Regions from separate parts of the Sus scrofa genome. Here region 2 is linked to region 1. The links are chromatin contacts, called in public Hi-C maps. All regions are on one chromosome and are shown on one strand. Each heading gives the region's core, a stretch centred on a gene start, on an enhancer-like site or on the middle of the called end of the contact. The rest is flanking DNA. Distances are from core to core; before and after follow the strand shown. Region 1 holds the start of RRP12 (RRP12-like protein). Region 2 overlaps MMS19 (MMS19 nucleotide excision repair protein homolog).

The links. Hi-C and Micro-C count contacts between places; a contact is called where the count stands out from the background.
Region 2: a contact with region 1 is called in a Hi-C map of liver, with 2.8 times the contacts expected there. The contact joins the enhancer-like site here to the promoter of RRP12 in region 1. A contact is called at or near these places in 10 of 47 Hi-C or Micro-C datasets (blood, embryonic fibroblasts, fetal heart ventricle and 4 more) and 2 of 2 datasets of contacts at active chromatin or transcription factors (alveolar macrophages and skeletal muscle).

The regions. Positions count from the first base shown.
Region 1 is chr14:108,804,175-108,807,188 of Sscrofa11.1, forward strand. RRP12 (RRP12-like protein) reads right to left here and starts at 1,339. Exons shown (of 34, transcript XM_021072760.1): 1 at 1,094-1,339; 2 at 327-559. The coding sequence starts at 1,232.
Region 2 is chr14:108,861,700-108,864,820 of Sscrofa11.1, forward strand. It overlaps MMS19 (MMS19 nucleotide excision repair protein homolog), which reads right to left. Exons shown (of 31, transcript XM_013990467.2): 10 at 2,293-2,367; 11 at 1,821-1,898; 12 at 794-932; 13 at 386-540; 14 at 63-141. Among named protein-coding and RNA genes, the nearest start is that of ZDHHC16, 20 kb to the left of the region's middle. Within about 2 kb of position 1,487, at least 20 of the 83 cell types and tissues checked have an H3K27ac peak or open chromatin away from gene starts, as enhancers often do. A contact at or near this core is called in liver, mesenteric adipose tissue and skeletal muscle, where this site is marked.

The DNA.
Region 1 (3,014 bases), core at 89-2,588:
CTGTGAGCTGTGGTGTAGATCACAGAGGCAGCTTGGATCTGGCATTGCTGTGGCTGTGGCTGTGGCTGTGGCGTAGGCCGGCGGCTACAGCCCTGGTTGGACCCCTAGCCTGGGAACCTCCATATGCCACTGGTGCGGCCCTAAAAAGATAAAAGACGGGTGGGAAAAAAAAAAAAAAAAAGTAGTGGAAACTGCCCCAGAAGAAGAAATGAGTAGAGGACAAAAAGGGCAGGACACAATATCCATAGATTCCAGCTGCTGTCACCAATCAACAGTCCAACTGGCCCCCCTCACTAGCCTCCTGCTGCCCTGACCCTCCCCCTTACCTCCTTGTGGGCAGCCGAGTTAGACTCCCAGAAGCGCTGCACTTTGCTGAAGGTGACATTTGTGCAGTCGGAGAGGCCACTCAGGAAGGTGCCTGAAGATTTCTCTGTGAGAGCCGGGGCCACCTCTTCTTCTTCCATGACTGTCTCAGGGGCTTCACTTTTGCCCAGGCGCAGAGACCCTGACTGCATCTCATTATGCAACTTCACTGCATCAACTGTCAGGTTGCTCTTTCCTGAGAACCGGGGGCATAGGGTAAGGCCCTTATTTTAACCCAAGCCGCCTTTTGGCCAAGAGAACAAGAACCCTAGGAAACAAACCTGTGGAGTCCAGGCCCCCAACCCGAGAGGCTAAATTCCGAACGCGGTCTGCCTCATTATCCCATTGTACACCTAGAACTTAACTCAGAAAGGGAACCCTCCAGGTAAAAGTTTCGCCGGTAGGAGTCAGCTAGGGGCTGCGGCGAGGGGCTTGGTTGAGAGATTAAGATGAAAGCGACTCGCAAAGAGTCACTAAGGTTAATTCCAGCCGAGAGTACTGACTATGATACTCCTGGTACCCTAGCCAAGTCATTTCCCTCCTGTGGACTCAGTTTCTGCATCTGTTAAATGGGGAAGGTGGACCTTTACAGCAGGCTCCAGATTGAACATTTTAAGAGAGGAAAGGCCGATGGTTGCTCCCCAAAGCCTCCAGAAGGCTCAGATCCATCAGGATCCAGCCCCGCCCAGAACCCCTCCGCCCGCAATGCCTTGGGTTGTCACCCTGCTACCTGAGGGCGGACTGAAGAAGCGGCTGCGGGCGGCCTGGCGGTGACGGCAGATGGCAGGGTTGCTTTCGCTGCTATGGCCTTTCTTCCAGCGCTTCAACTTGGCCGAGACGCCGGAGCGCAACTTCCCCGAGCGACCCATGTCGACTAAGCCGAGAGTGACTTTAAAGGACTAAGTTCCAGGGACCTAGAAACACGCGCAGGACCCACGTGGGTCCGCAGCCCACTTCACTTCCTCTTCCTCTGGCGTAACTTCCGCATTCGCGTCCGTCACCATGGCAAGAGCATCAACATCCGGTTTCACCTAGCGTCCAGGTTCTGATAGGGAGGGGCTCCTGAGAGATCTGCTTCTAGGGAGGAAGTTTTGGTGCTGCCGAGTCTCTAGGGCTCTTAGTCCAAGGCTTCGGTTCTTGGCTACAGAGGAGTGTCCTAAAACTGGAATTCCTTTGCAGGTTAAAGAAACATCGGAGGTCCCTGCTGGCCTCGCGGTTAAGGATCCTGCAATTGTCACTGCTGTGGCTCAGGTCGCTGCTGTGGCTTGGGTTCAATCCCTGGCCTGGAAGACGTGGCCAAAAAAAAGAAAAAGCAACCAGTGATGCTCCAAACTGGAGTTCCCTCGCGGCTCAGCGGGTTAAGGAACTGGGGTTGCCGCTGCTGTGGCTGCATGCCACAGTTGGGGCCAAAAAGAAAAGAAAAAAATAGCTTAGCTATTTTCATTTAATAATGGAGATATCCACTTGCTAAACCACCCCTGGCCTTATGATAGCACTCAAATCCCCCTAAATTAATCTCTTCTAATTCCACTTCAAAACCAGAAACCAATCCAGAACTGATTCCCACTCTCCTGATTCCCTCCCACAAATCCTTTATCTAGAGCCAAACTTTACAAAAGACCTTCCCTCCCTTCTCTTGCAGGGCAGAATTTCAAGATTCCTCTGGAATTCCCTCCCTCATTTCAAATCAATAAATCTAATTTTGTCAGACATTTGATCCTGGAGCTTTTGGCTGATTAGGTTCTAAATATCTGTCAACTTTAAAAAATTGCACAGGATCCCCGCTGTGGCACAATGGGATTGTGACATCTTGGGAGCAATGGGTCCAGTGTTCCATACCCAGCCCAGCATAGTGGGTTAAGGATCCAGCATTGCCATAGCTTTGGCTTAGGTCAAGACTGTGGCTCGGATCTGATCCCTGGCTCGGGAGCTCCATATGCCATGGGGCAGCTGACAATGAAAAAAATAAAAAATAAAAATAAAGATGAAAAAATTGCACAACCTGAAGTTTTATTTGGGGCAAAATTAGGACTTAAGCCTGGCAGACAGCATCTCAGGTAGCCTTGAGAAAACTGCTCCCAGGAGGTGAGAGGGGACCTGGGATATATATACAAGTTTTTGCAACAAAGGGAAGGTAGTAGGAACAAAAGATTTACAGAAAATATTTACAGAAAATCAGTTTCTCTGGGAAGATGTAAAGGTCTGGGCTTACTGAAATCACTCCTTTGATAGGCACCTCCGCTATGGGCCAGTCTTCTTTGTTTCTTTCCTGAGTGCTCTCAGGGCTCACCAGCTCACCCTTGGGAGTGGCTGCACTCAGAGGTGACCTTGACATCTTTTGTTTTGTCCACTTCACTATAGCCCAGGAGGCAGTATTTCAGACAGCTCTGGTGCTCCAAAGAGGAAAGGGGAAATATCAAGGTATAAGTGATAAAGGGGAAGGGGAAGTGGACACAGCCAAGCATGCATTTACAGACATTTTGCTGCTGATCTCGTCATCATGAAGGATCTTAGTGTTTTTCTAGATATGAGGAGAGGCAAGAATTGGGCTCATAGGAGTTCCCAGGTGGCACAGCAGAAACGAATCCGATTAGTAATCATGAGGTTTCGGGTTCGATCCCTGGCCTCACTCAGTGGGTTAAGGATCCGGC
Region 2 (3,121 bases), core at 237-2,736, 58 kb after region 1:
TCCTTTAGAGGGTTTCAGTGCGCAGCAGGCCTTAGAGTACCACATCTGGAAGGTGGCCTCACCCTTGTCTTCATAGCTCCATTTCTGTTGCAGCTTCAAGAAACCCAGGATCATTTCAAGGATTGTCCGCCGCTGGTTGCTCTGTAATGTTTTAAGGGGTATTGGAGTCAAAGAATATTTTTTAAAGAATTTCAGTCCTGCTACTGTGGATGTGGGGAGGATTATCCTTGTAGGTAAGACTGTCAGGAAATGAGTGAACAAAGGAACCAGCCACAGCTAACAGGAACAAAATCTAAGAGCTACTGTATCTGGGCCCAAGCTCAACGCTTAGCTCTCTCTCCTAGCAGTGGTCCCATGGTTTCCTCAAAAGGTTCTGTTTCCTTACCTGACTATGCTTGTGGAACTGCTCCAGGAGTAGAGGCAGCACATTGCTGGTGATGTGGTCACAGGCCCGGGCAGATGCACCTGCAGCCGCCTGCAAGAGTTTGGCACTAGGCCACACCAGTTTCATGTCCGGTTCACACAGATGGTGCCTGCAGTCTAGAGAGGCAGCACATCACAGACCTGGGGAGTAGGCTGAATGTTGCCTGGTTCCCCTGTAGGCCACAGAAGTTGGATGATGAGCCCCAGTTCAGTTGGCTAGCTGTTACCACTTAAACTGATTTCAACTCAAAGCAGGGCTCCAGCACCCAAATCTCTGAATGTGGGAGGCTACTTAAGAAAGGTGGCTGGCCTTAGGGGATTTCTTCTCTCTGTTGCTCACGCCCCTTTCTAGCTGCCATGGCCCCATTACCCTGTAGAATGTTGCTAAGGAAGGAGTCAAGGAGGTCCTCAGCATCAGCCCTCAGCACAGAACGAGACAAACACGCGGTCAGGGAGTTAAGGGCCGCCAGGCCCTCGGCCTCTACCCGCTCACTTGCCGTCTGGAACACCTGTCAGGGAGGGATCCCATGGCTACTGAGGTGAGCCTGCACCAGGTGAGACCCCACCCACCTACTGCCTATTTCCTGTCTGGGGTGGTGAGAACCAGAAGGAAGCAGCAATGGAAATTCACCCTTCAGATGAGCTTCTTTTTTTTTTGTCTTTTTTAGGGCCGTTCCCACGGCATATGGAGGTCCCCATGCTGGGGGTTGAATCAGAGCTACTGCTACCGGCCACAGCAACACGGGATCCGAGCCATGTTTGCGGCCTACACCACAGCTCACGGCAACACCAGATCCTTAACCCACTGAACAGGGCCAGGGATCGAACCCGAAACCTCATGGTTCCTAGTCGGATTCATTTCCACTGCGTCATGATGGGAACTCCCTCAAATGAGCTGCTTAACTGGTGTATTTTCACTAAGTCCTTAGTCCCACTAGGACTGGTACACACCCTTTTTGGGAAAGTGAATGCTGACCTTGAGCAGTGGTTGTTGGGATCCCCTTTCCCAGGTCTCTTCCCTCTCCCCCTACTCAGCCTGCGCTACGCTCGTGACCAGGGAAGGACACTGTGTGAGACTGATCACGTGCCATCACCACAGCTGACCCTACCCTCGTCATTCAACTACAACTCTCTCTCCCTCTCTTTTTAAAAAAATGTTTTGGCTGTGCCCGTGGCTTGCATAAGTTCCCTGGCCAGGGATCAAACACATGCCATGGCAGTGATCCAAGCCACAGCAGTGACAATGCCAGATCTTTAACCCCTAGGCCACCAGGGAACTCTGCTCTCTTGCTGAATAAACAGGCACAGCAATAGCGGGAAAAGGATAGGGGTGGTATGTCCCCTCATACCTGACAACTAGGAGTTAACAGCAGTGAATCTGTCTAAGTGACACTCACCTCTCTGCGGATAGAAGCCCAAAGGCTGGGTAGGAAGTCCTTTAGTTCCTTCTGTCCGTATACAGCACAGCAAGCATTCTGCCAAGGAAAGCACAGGTCACAGCGATCTACACACTCAGACTTCCTGGGATATGCAGGCACCTCAGCATAATGGCTCTCAGCAATAAAATCAGCAGGATTTCATAACCATCCCAGCCAGGTCACTGAAAAATAGGAGCTTGTCCTGATCGATGAAAAACAAGCATGAAGAGGGAGCCCTGGTCAGCCTTTCCTCAGCTGCCATTCAGTTACTCAGTTACAGAACAAGAAAAAATGCTCCTGAGGGCTTTAGGTCAACATATAGGCCCAGATCCTGGGTATCCCTCTCTTGAGGCCCACTGAACCATCCCTGGCTCTCCAAGAACCCATAATCCTTTAGCATCCTTAAATTGTCTAAAGACAGCTGGATCCTCGAAAGGGAAAAGTCACTCACCAGAGTCTGCAGAGAATCCAGCTTGGCACTCAGAAGCTCAGAATCCACTTTCTCTATCAGCAGGGGGAGTAGGAACTGCGGGAGAGAATGAAGAACTCAAGTGTGAGGTATGGGTGGCATTGAAGCCACACTAAGAGCACCCATCCTCACTGCCACCCCAGGGTAGGTGCTACATCAAGAGCCTGCCAAGCTGTGGTCAGGCTCCCAATGACCTGAAAAGTGGGCTGGCTGGCAAAGCTATAGAATTGCAAAAGATAGCACCATATAGGGATTAGGTTACTATTTTAAATGAAGGGATGGTAATGTTTTCTTTCTTTCTTTTTTCTTTTTTTTGTCTTTTTGCCTTTTCTGGAGCCACTTCAGCGGCATATGGAGGTTCCCAGGCTAGGGGTCTAATCGGAGCTGTAGCTGCCGGCCTACGCCAGAGCCACAGCAATGCAGGATCTGAGCCGCGTCTGCGACCTACACCACAGCTCACGGCAACACCGGATCTTTAACCCACTGACCAAGGCTAGGGATCAAACCCGCAACCTCATGGTTCCTAGTTGGATTCGTTAACCATTGTGCCATGATGGGAACTCCTGTTTTCTTTCTTTCTTTCTTCTTTTTCAGGGCTGCACCTGAGGCATATGGAGGTTCCCAGGCAAGGAGTCAAATTGGAGCTGCAGCAGCGGGCCTATGCCACAGCCACAGCAATGAGGGATCCAAACCGTGTCTGAGACCTACACCACAGCTCACAACAACACTGGATCCTTAACCCACTGAGTGAGGCCAGGGATTGAACCTGTGTCCTCATGGATCCTAGTCAAATTCGTTTCCACTAAACCAC